2 separate regions of the Pan paniscus genome follow, and region 1 is linked to region 2. A link is a contact called in public Hi-C data. All regions are on one chromosome and are shown on one strand. Each heading gives the region's core, a stretch centred on a gene start, on an enhancer-like site or on the middle of the called end of the contact. The rest is flanking DNA. Distances are from core to core; before and after follow the strand shown.

Region 1 (4,465 bases), core at 935-3,434, 840 kb after region 2:
CTGGGATATCCTCATATTTTAGAGATACAAATTTTAGTATTTACAGATGAAATGATACGGTGTCTGGCATTTGGTTTAACCACGCAGGACAAGGAAGGGAAGTGGGTGGGTTGGGAGATGAAGCAAGACCAGCCGCGGGTTGATGGTGGCCGGCACTGGGTGACAGGTACTCGTAAGTTCATTATTCTTTCTGTTGATTTTTGTATATGTTTGAAAGTTCCCATAAGAAACGTTGCCTAAAGGTCAGTGAGTTTTGCCATAAGGCAAGGAAGCTAACTTATAGGAGTAATTTACGGAGTGCCATAAATAGGAGGGCAAACCTGCAATGTGAGGAGGAGGGCAAAAAAGTGACCAGTGCTGCTCTAATCATGCTGTATAAAATCTCCAGGTCTAATCATGCTGTATAAAAAGCAAGGACTTAGCCGGGCAAGATGGCTCATGCCTATAATTCCAGCACTCTGGGAGGCCGAGACAGGAGGATTGCTTAAGCCCAAGAGTTTAGGACCAGCCTGGCCAACGTGGCAAAACTCTGTCTCTACAAAAAATACAAAAATGAGGTGTGGTGGTGCGCCTGTAGTCCCAACTACTTGGAAGGCTGAAGTGGGAGGATCACCTGAGCCCGGGAAGTTGAGGCTGCAGTGAGCCATAATTACGCTACTGCACTCCAGCCTGGGTGACAGAGCGAGACCCTATCTCTCTCTCTCTCTCTCTCACACACACACACACACACACAAATGTGAGGACTGTGAAGTGGGCCAGCTCACTCCTGCTGGGCATAGCCCTGCTCCCCACCAGCCAGCCACAGCATGGGTCACCCCTTCCAGCCCTTGTTCCCTCCATCTTCACATGCACAGCGGTGGGGAATAAGGTTGCAGGACTGGCTTTGCAAAGCTTTGCTTGAGTCCCAGCTTTCCCGAAACACAACAGCCCCGCAAAGTGGGTGGGTGAGCCCAGAAAAGACTAGTCCCAGGAGACAGGCGCGCAGGGCCTACTTACGATGGTATCGCACCAGAACTCGGCCACCTCGTGCACCCGCATGGAGGTAAGCAGGATCTCCCAGACCTCGAGCTTGAACATGTTTCCGATGATGATGTGCATGGGCTGGCCCACCTGCCGGCTGTCGTCAATGACTGTCCGCTCCTCATCACATTTCATGGTGCGGAAATGAAAGATCACCTGGTCACCGAGACGGTGCACTCTGCTCTAGACACACCGTTCAAGGCCCGGCAGAAGCCACCCCCTTGCCACCGACACCCAGGGCTGTCCCCAGGGTCAGCTCACTCAGTTCATCCCATCAGATGCCTCAGACCCCTGGAGCACCTCCACCCTGCCTGCACCCCCCAGGGAGGAGGGACCCACCCCTCCCTACAGACCCCATTCCACTCCCCACAGCCCTGTGCGTCCAGAAATCCTTCCTCAAAGAAACCCGAGTTCTTTTTTTTTTTTTTTTTTTTTTGAGACAGAGTCTCACTGTGTTGCCCAGGTTGGAGTGCAGTGGTATGATCTCGGCTCACTGCAACCTCCACCTCCTGGGCTCAAGTGATTCTCCTGCCTCAGTCTCCTGAGTATCTGAACTGGGATTACAGGCGCCCAGCACATCTGGCTAATTTTTGTGTTTTCAGTAGAGACGGGGTTTCACATGTTGGTCAGGCTGGTCTCGAACTCTTGACCTCATGATCCGCCCATCTTGGCCTCCCAAAGTGCTGGGATTACAGGCAGGAGCCGCCTCGCCTGGCCAAAGCCCGAATTCTGTAGCCACAGATGCACCCTTCAGTCCAGGGAAGCCCAACAGACATTTGGGGACAAATACCAAGAACCCTCGGACTCCCTTTCTTCTCAGTCAACATTTAGGGCTCCAGAAAATTCCCAAAAGCCCTTCCCCTCAGCCCATGCTAAAGTTGAATCTGCAAAGTACCAAAAATGCCCCCTGAATGGGGTAAACGCTGGGAGCTTCCCGGAGGCCCAGCGCTGGGGCTGCCTGGCTGTTTTTTTGGCACAGCTGAAAGCTGTTTACAGTGCCTTGGGGCACACCTGGAATGTTGAAGGCTGCTGTGGGGGACCCTGTCTGCTCCGGAGGGGCCCCACTCACTCGGGATCCGGTGATGAAGTTTGGGAGCTCGCCCGTGCCCCCGTGCAGAATGGTTTTCTTGACCCCTTCCACGTTCAGGAGCAGAGCGGCATCCATGGCTGCAGGAGAAAGGGAGGTGTCCAGCACAGGCGGAGATAATCTCACCTCCGGGGAAGACCCTTAGGCGGCTGAGACTCTGGGATTTACCCAGCCAGGAGGAGTGGGGGGAAGGGCAGACGGTGGGGGCGGTGACCTAGGCGCCCCGGCTTCTCATCAGAGCCACTCGGGCCGGGCCTGTGGTCCACAGGCAGCCTCGCCTCCTATCCCATCCACCTTTGCTTCCAGTGATTCTGGGCCCCTGCCCAGGGTTGTGCTAGATTTGGCTTTTTGTTCCACCCCAAGAAGGAAAAAGGTCCGCTGAGCTTTCTTAAAGAAGACAGGGGACCAGGCACGGTGGCTCACGCCTGTAATCCCAGCACTTTGGGAGGCCGAGGCGGGCAGATCACGAGGTCAAGAGATAGAGACCATCCTGGCTAATATGGTGAAACCCCATCACTACGAAAAATACAAAAATTAGCCGGGGGTGGTGGCGGGCGCCTGTAGTTCCAGCTACTCGGGAGGCTGAAGCAGGAGAATCACTTGAACCCGGGAGGCGGAGGTTGCAGTGAGCCGAGATAGCGCCACTGCACTCCAGCCTGGCGATGTGGAGAGAGGCCTGGAGGCCACTGAAGGGGAAAAGGAGGGGAGGCATGGGCTGGGCCCAGACTCTAAGTCCCCGAGGACCCCAGGCCAGCCGGGGTGGCAGCTGCCCTTTGCCATCCAGCCACCTTCCTACTTTCCCTGTTCCCCCTCCCCTGCCCAGAATCTGCCTTCAGGAGGCCCTGCGATGGTGGCCCAAGGGAAGAGGCGACAGGTTTCTGGCTTGGGAGGGAAGGAAGACGGAGAACGAAAGGCGGGGTGGGTTTGGGTAAAGTTGAGGCGCCCTCCGCAGCCCCGCTCCTGCCTCCCCTGCAAGGTCTGGCTGGGGGAAGGGTGGGTATCCCCTCCCCTCCCCTCCCCTCCCCTCCCCTTTGGAGGCCCTTAGCCCTGTGCCCTGGGAACCAGGCAGAGTTTATTGAGGGCATCAGGGACGCCCAGAAGGGCTGGGAAACATAAATGCGAAGACCTGGTGTTTGGCACCACCGTGTGGCCAGTTCAAGCTCCTACACCTCCGCACCCTGAGGGCGCTGGACTCAGCTCCACAAAACCATTCTCTTCCTGACACCAGGCTCACTGGTTGCAGAGGGAAGGGGTGCAGGACTCTGCTACAGGGAGAGAGAAAAACACGGGACTAAGGAGGCTGAAGTAGGTGGATCACCTGAGGTCAGGAGTTTTGTATTTTTAGTAGTCTGTACTAAAAATACAAAAATTACCCAGGCATGGTGGTGCGCACCTGTAATCCCAGCTACTCAGGAGGCTGAGGCAGGAGCCTCGCTTGAACCCTGGAGGCGGAGGTTGCAGTGAGCTGAGACCGTGCCACTGCACTCCAGCCTGAGCAACACAGCGAGACTCTGTCTCAAAAAAACAAAACAAAACAAAAAATGCTAGACTAGGCTGGGCGCAGTGGCTCATGGCTGTAATCCTAGGACTTTGGGAGCCAAGGCAGGTGGATCACCTCAGATCAGGAGTTAGAGACCAGCCTGGCCAACATGATGAATCCCCATCTCTACTAAAATTACAAAACTTAGTCGGATGTGGTGGTGGGCACCTGTAATCCCAGCTACTCAGGAGGTTGAGGCAGGAGAATCGCTTGAATCCAGGAGATGAAGGTTGCTGTGCACCAAGATCATGCTGCTGCACTCCAGCCTGGGGCATAGAGTGAGACTGTCAGAAGAAGAAGAAGAAGGAGAAGGAAGAGGAGGAGGAGGAGGAAGAGGAGGAGGAGGAGGGAAGAGGGAAGAAGAAGGAAGAAGAAGAAGAAAACTGGACTGAGCCAGATACAGCTAAGTTCAAAGGGCTGATCCTTTCCTATTTACTGACCTTGTTGCCTTGGATGTCTCTCGTTTTCTCTAACTGCATTTTCCCAACTGAAAGGAGAAAATTGACCTCTCCTGCTCCTTCTCAGGGGAAGTTGGGAGGGCTGCAGCAGTGAATGGCACCCTGAAATCCAGCACTCATGAAAGTCTTGCTTCCCATGAGGAGCCATTGGTATAGAGGAGACCAAACCTGGGCCAACTGGTCAGGGCCGGGGAATCCTGGCCAGATCCCCAAGGGTCCAGTCTCCATCCCTGGAAGGCAGAAGGCTGCTGAAAACCTTCCCCTTCTCTCTTCCATCCTTTCTCCAGCCACACGGCAACCTAGAGAGGTCTGCATGCATAGGTAAAATGGATACTTAGTAAAACTAATACAGGAATTACT
Region 2 (4,354 bases), core at 855-3,354:
CCCAGGGCTGTCAGCCTGACTCAGCACACCTCACCTCTCCAGCGGCGTCCAGATGTGTCAGGCAGCTGTCTCAAAACCCTTCTCTCTGAGCCCTGGGTGCACCCCGCCGGCAATTCATGGATCCAGGGCATTAGCACTGCGGTGGAGGTGGGTTGGCTGGGAGACCCCAGGTGGGGTTCACTTGGGCTGTAGGGGAATGAGGGAGAGTGGCCTACAGGAAAGAGACAAAGAGGTTGGAGACACATCAGAGGGGCAGGGGCAGGTGCCAGGGAACTGAGCTGGTCTCCTCTCTCAACCAAGAGAGGTCAGGATACACCAGTGAACCCGCTGCAGCCCTCTACAACTTCCTCTAGAGGCTTGTCTGAAGAATGATGTTCTTATAGATACTGCTAGGCAAAAAAATCCTGATCTAGGATCAGGAAATTTGCATATCTGTCTTGGTTCTATCTCCCTGTGTAAATCACTACTCCTACTGAGCCTCAGCTGTGCTTTATTGGGCCAACGGCATCTGCAACCCAGGGTGGCTAATAGTAATAATAACAGCAGCAGCAGCAGCAGCAACAACAGCAATGGGAGATCTTATTTATTGAGCACTTACTGTATATCAGACTCTGTGCTAAATGTTTAACCTGGATGATCTCTTTTAACCCTCACACAGCCCAGGGAGGCGGGCTCTCACTCTCCCATTTTGCAGACAGAGAAATAGGCAGAGAGCAGTGAAGTGATTGGCCCAGGGTGATAGTGCCAGGACTGGTGATAGTGCCTGACTCCCAAGTCCGTGCTCATAACTACAATGCCAGGCGAGTACCGGGAATGCACTTGAATAGAAGAGGGTGTGGGGCTCTGAGGTGCAGCAGGGGCCCCCCAGCAAGCCTCCTGGCTCCAGCGTAGTCTGGGGCCTGGATCCCCCTTTGAGAGGGCAGTTCCGTGTCACTGCTCAGAGGAAGGCCTGGCAGGGAGGGCTCAGTGGTGGGGTCCCAAGAGGGCAGGGCAGGCATGAGGGCCAGGGGATGTCCTGCGGGCAGTGGGGTCCTCTGTCCACTCACCTGCCCCTTCCTGGGCTTGGGTGCACAGTGACCTCAGCCCCATCTGCTCCCAGGTATGGAGGGTTAGGTCCCAGGCCCGCTGCTCCCCATACTGAGCCACCAAGTACGAGGCCACCTCCATGCCACTCGTCTTCTCTGGCTGAGCGGGTGTCTCACCCGAAGAGCTCCTGGAGTGTGCTTTATTGGCGAGCAGAAGCTGGAACTCCTTCAGCTCCTCCTTCTTCAGGAACTCCAAGTAACAGGCCAGGCGGCCCCAGGCTCCGCCAGCCATCTCTGTCCCGGAGTTAAGGGGGTGTCTGGGGGATGTTCCCAGGTGGTGAGGGTATCAGGCAGGCAGAGAACAGTGCTGTCCTTTGCCTTGGCTCTTACCGTCTCTTATTCAGCATTCAGAACCCAGTTTTATAAATCCCAGGGCACCTACAGATAGACGCCGATAGAGGGGGAGTGGTAGGAAAAGCCAGGGGAAGGAGGAGCCCAGAGGGGCCTGCGAGACACTGGAAGAAGTCAGCTGATAGGGAGGTCCTGGGATGGGGTCCAGGGCCAGGCAGGGAGGGTGAGGGTGAGGGGAGATGTGGTGACGGGAGATGGGGTGTGGGCAACGCTCACTGTTCTGTGTTCCTCAGATTCTTCCCTCTCCTGGGTCCTGGACTCCTGAGATCAACCCTTGAGCTGCAAGGCTGAGAAGAGGTGGGGTGGGAGGAGCCGCAGAGCATGGAATGGGCTTTCAGAACCCAGAGCGGAGCCCAGGGCTGCTGGCTCCCAGGTTTCTTCAGACCTCTCCAGGCCCTGGGGCACCAGCCAGCAAGAACAGCGCCTAGTCAACAAGAGCAGGAAGGAAACGTCACCCAGAGGAAACCCACAAGGGGCGTGGCCAGGGGGTAGGATCAAACCAGGCCTGGGTAGGCCAGACTGAGAGTCACAGATTCAGATGGGCCACATGGCATCTATAGGCGGACCAGGAGCACAGGCCCAGACCAGCTGACGCTGCAGCAGGTACAGGCCCATACTGAACACGGTGTGTGCACCTCCACATGGGCACTCCGCCAGCCCATCATCTACAGCCTGTCTGCAGAGCCAGGATGCAGACTCTCCAAGCAGTTGTGTCTGCAGCCCAGGCCCAGCCTCTCAGGATGGGTGGGGCCCCCTGTGTCTGCCTGGGCAGCTCCTTATTGGGAAACATCAGAACTGGGCCAGGGAACATTTTTCCCAGCCTCTCATGGTTTTGGGAGCTTCTTGAGTTGCACTGCATGTCCTGCCATGCTACCAGGGGCACTAAAGCATGTGTCCCAGGCCCAGGGGGCTGTTTGCCTTCTGGGCAGCCCAGCACTTAGCTGGTGAACATTTCCACCTGAAAGCAGAACAGCCCCTTCCTCATTCCTGCAAGCAGGCCTCGGGGAGCCAGGTGCAGACTTCCTCTTTCGTGGAATCTGCAAGATGCCAATGACTTCAGGTTGAGGAATGACATTACCTACTCATTTGCTGATGTAACACACCACCAGGAATTTCTGGAGATGCTTTGGTTTCACTTGGACTGGCAGAGCCCAGGCTTCAACCCACGGCTTGCTTGGACAAGGATTCCTTATGTGCCTGATTTATTTCTTTGAGCCTCAGTTTGCCCATCTATTAAATGGGACATCATAGGTTTACCAAGAGGCTTCAATTCAGCAAAAGGTCTTAGAGTCTCTCTCTCTTGCCCAGGCTGGAGTGCAGTGGCAAGATCTCGGCTCACTGCAAGCTCCCTCCACCTCCTGGGTTCCAGCGATTCTCCTGCCTCAGCCCAGCTTCCTGGGCAGTTGGGATTACAGTCACTCACCACCACGCCTGGCTAATTTTTTTGTATTTTTAGTAGAGATGGGGTTTCACCATGTTAGCCAGGCTGATCCGAGGTGATCTGCCCACTTCGGCCTCCCGAAATGTTGGGATTATAGGTGTGAGCCTCCGTGCCTGGCCTAAATAAATTTTATAAATGTTAGTTTTAAAAAATGGCTAATAAGCACATTGTAGGACATTCTAATATCAGATTGACCAGAAGTGGAAAAGTGCTGTGCTAAAAGCGGGATGATCGGGAGGCTCTGAGCACTCCGTGAAGGACCGTGAGACTCCATGTAGCGGGAGGAATGGCCTGGAGGAGGGCTGTGTGGGCTTTTTTTCCTCCTCACACCAGCCAGTTCTGGCACCAACTCTCTAGACACCAACTGGTGTCCTACAGTGCAATTCTGACACTGACTGCCTGGAGTCGGCATCAAACCCCACAGGTTTAGGGTTTCAGTGAAGAGCTGGCCTCATATCAGATGCCAGTTGCAAATGGGGTGCCCAGACCACTGGCATCTCTGTCTGACTTGGTGACAAATTCAAGGGTTCCCACAGTCCCCGGCAGGTTCAATAATTTGCTGAAATGACTCACAGGACTGAGAAAAGCACTTTATTTATTATTATCGGTTCATGATGGAGGATACGACTCAGGAATAGCCCAACGGAAGAGATGCCGAGGTCCAGGTGTGGGTGGGGGAGGGGCACAGCGCTTCCTTGCCCTCCCGGGCACCCTACTCTCCCTGCCCCTCCCTGCTTCACTAACCTGGAAGCTCTCCAAACCCCAAACAAACAAGACTGTGGGGTTTTCTTGGAGGTTTCACTTCATAGGCATAATTCATTAAATCACTGGCCGCTGGAGATCCACTCAACCTGTTAAATAGATCAGAAACCTGACCCTTCCCACCACGCCCACTGGGGCTGCTGGTCCAGCCTTCAGTCGTCTCTTACTGGGATCACTGTGCTAGCCTTCCACATGTTCTCCACCCATGCTGATGCTGCCCCTTTACTGTCTACTCTCAGTCTAGAAGCCAGAATTATCCACTTAAAGCATAAATTAGGTCAGGTCACTTCTCAGCTCAAAACTTTCCCATACTCCATCTCACTCTGAGTAAAAACCAAAGTCCAACCAAAGGTGTGGTGACTCGTGCCTGTAATCCCAGCACTTTGGGAGGCTGAGGTGGGAGGATCGCTTGAGGCCAGGAGTTCAAGACCAGTCTGGGAAACATGGCAAGACCCTGTCCCTATGACATAATATTAAAAAACTTCCCAAATCCGGCCAGGTACAGTGGCTCATGCCTGTAGTCTCAGCACTTTGGGAGGCTGAGGCGGGCAAATCACCTGAGGCCAGGAGTTCAAGACCAGCCTGGCTAACATGGTGAAATCCCATCTCTAATAATTATAATACAAAAAAAATTATCCGGGTGTGGTGGCGCACGCCGTATTCCTTCAGGAGGCTGAGGCAGGAGAATTGCTTGAACCTGGGAGGCAGAGATTGC

The links. Hi-C and Micro-C count contacts between places; a contact is called where the count stands out from the background.
Region 1: a contact with region 2 is called in a Hi-C map of induced pluripotent stem cells, with 7 times the contacts expected there. The contact joins the promoter of AIPL1 here to the promoter of NLRP1 in region 2. A contact is called at or near these places in 2 of 3 Hi-C or Micro-C datasets (fibroblasts and induced pluripotent stem cells).

The regions. Positions count from the first base shown.
Region 1 is chr19:14,033,965-14,038,429 of NHGRI_mPanPan1-v2.0_pri, forward strand. AIPL1 (aryl hydrocarbon receptor interacting protein like 1) reads right to left here and starts at 2,185. Exons shown (of 6, transcript NM_001279229.1): 1 at 2,090-2,185; 2 at 997-1,176. The coding sequence starts at 2,185.
Region 2 is chr19:13,192,677-13,197,030 of NHGRI_mPanPan1-v2.0_pri, forward strand. NLRP1 (NLR family pyrin domain containing 1) reads right to left here and starts at 2,105. Exons shown (of 15, transcript XM_063598918.1): 1 at 1,047-2,105; 2 at 35-211. The coding sequence starts at 1,317.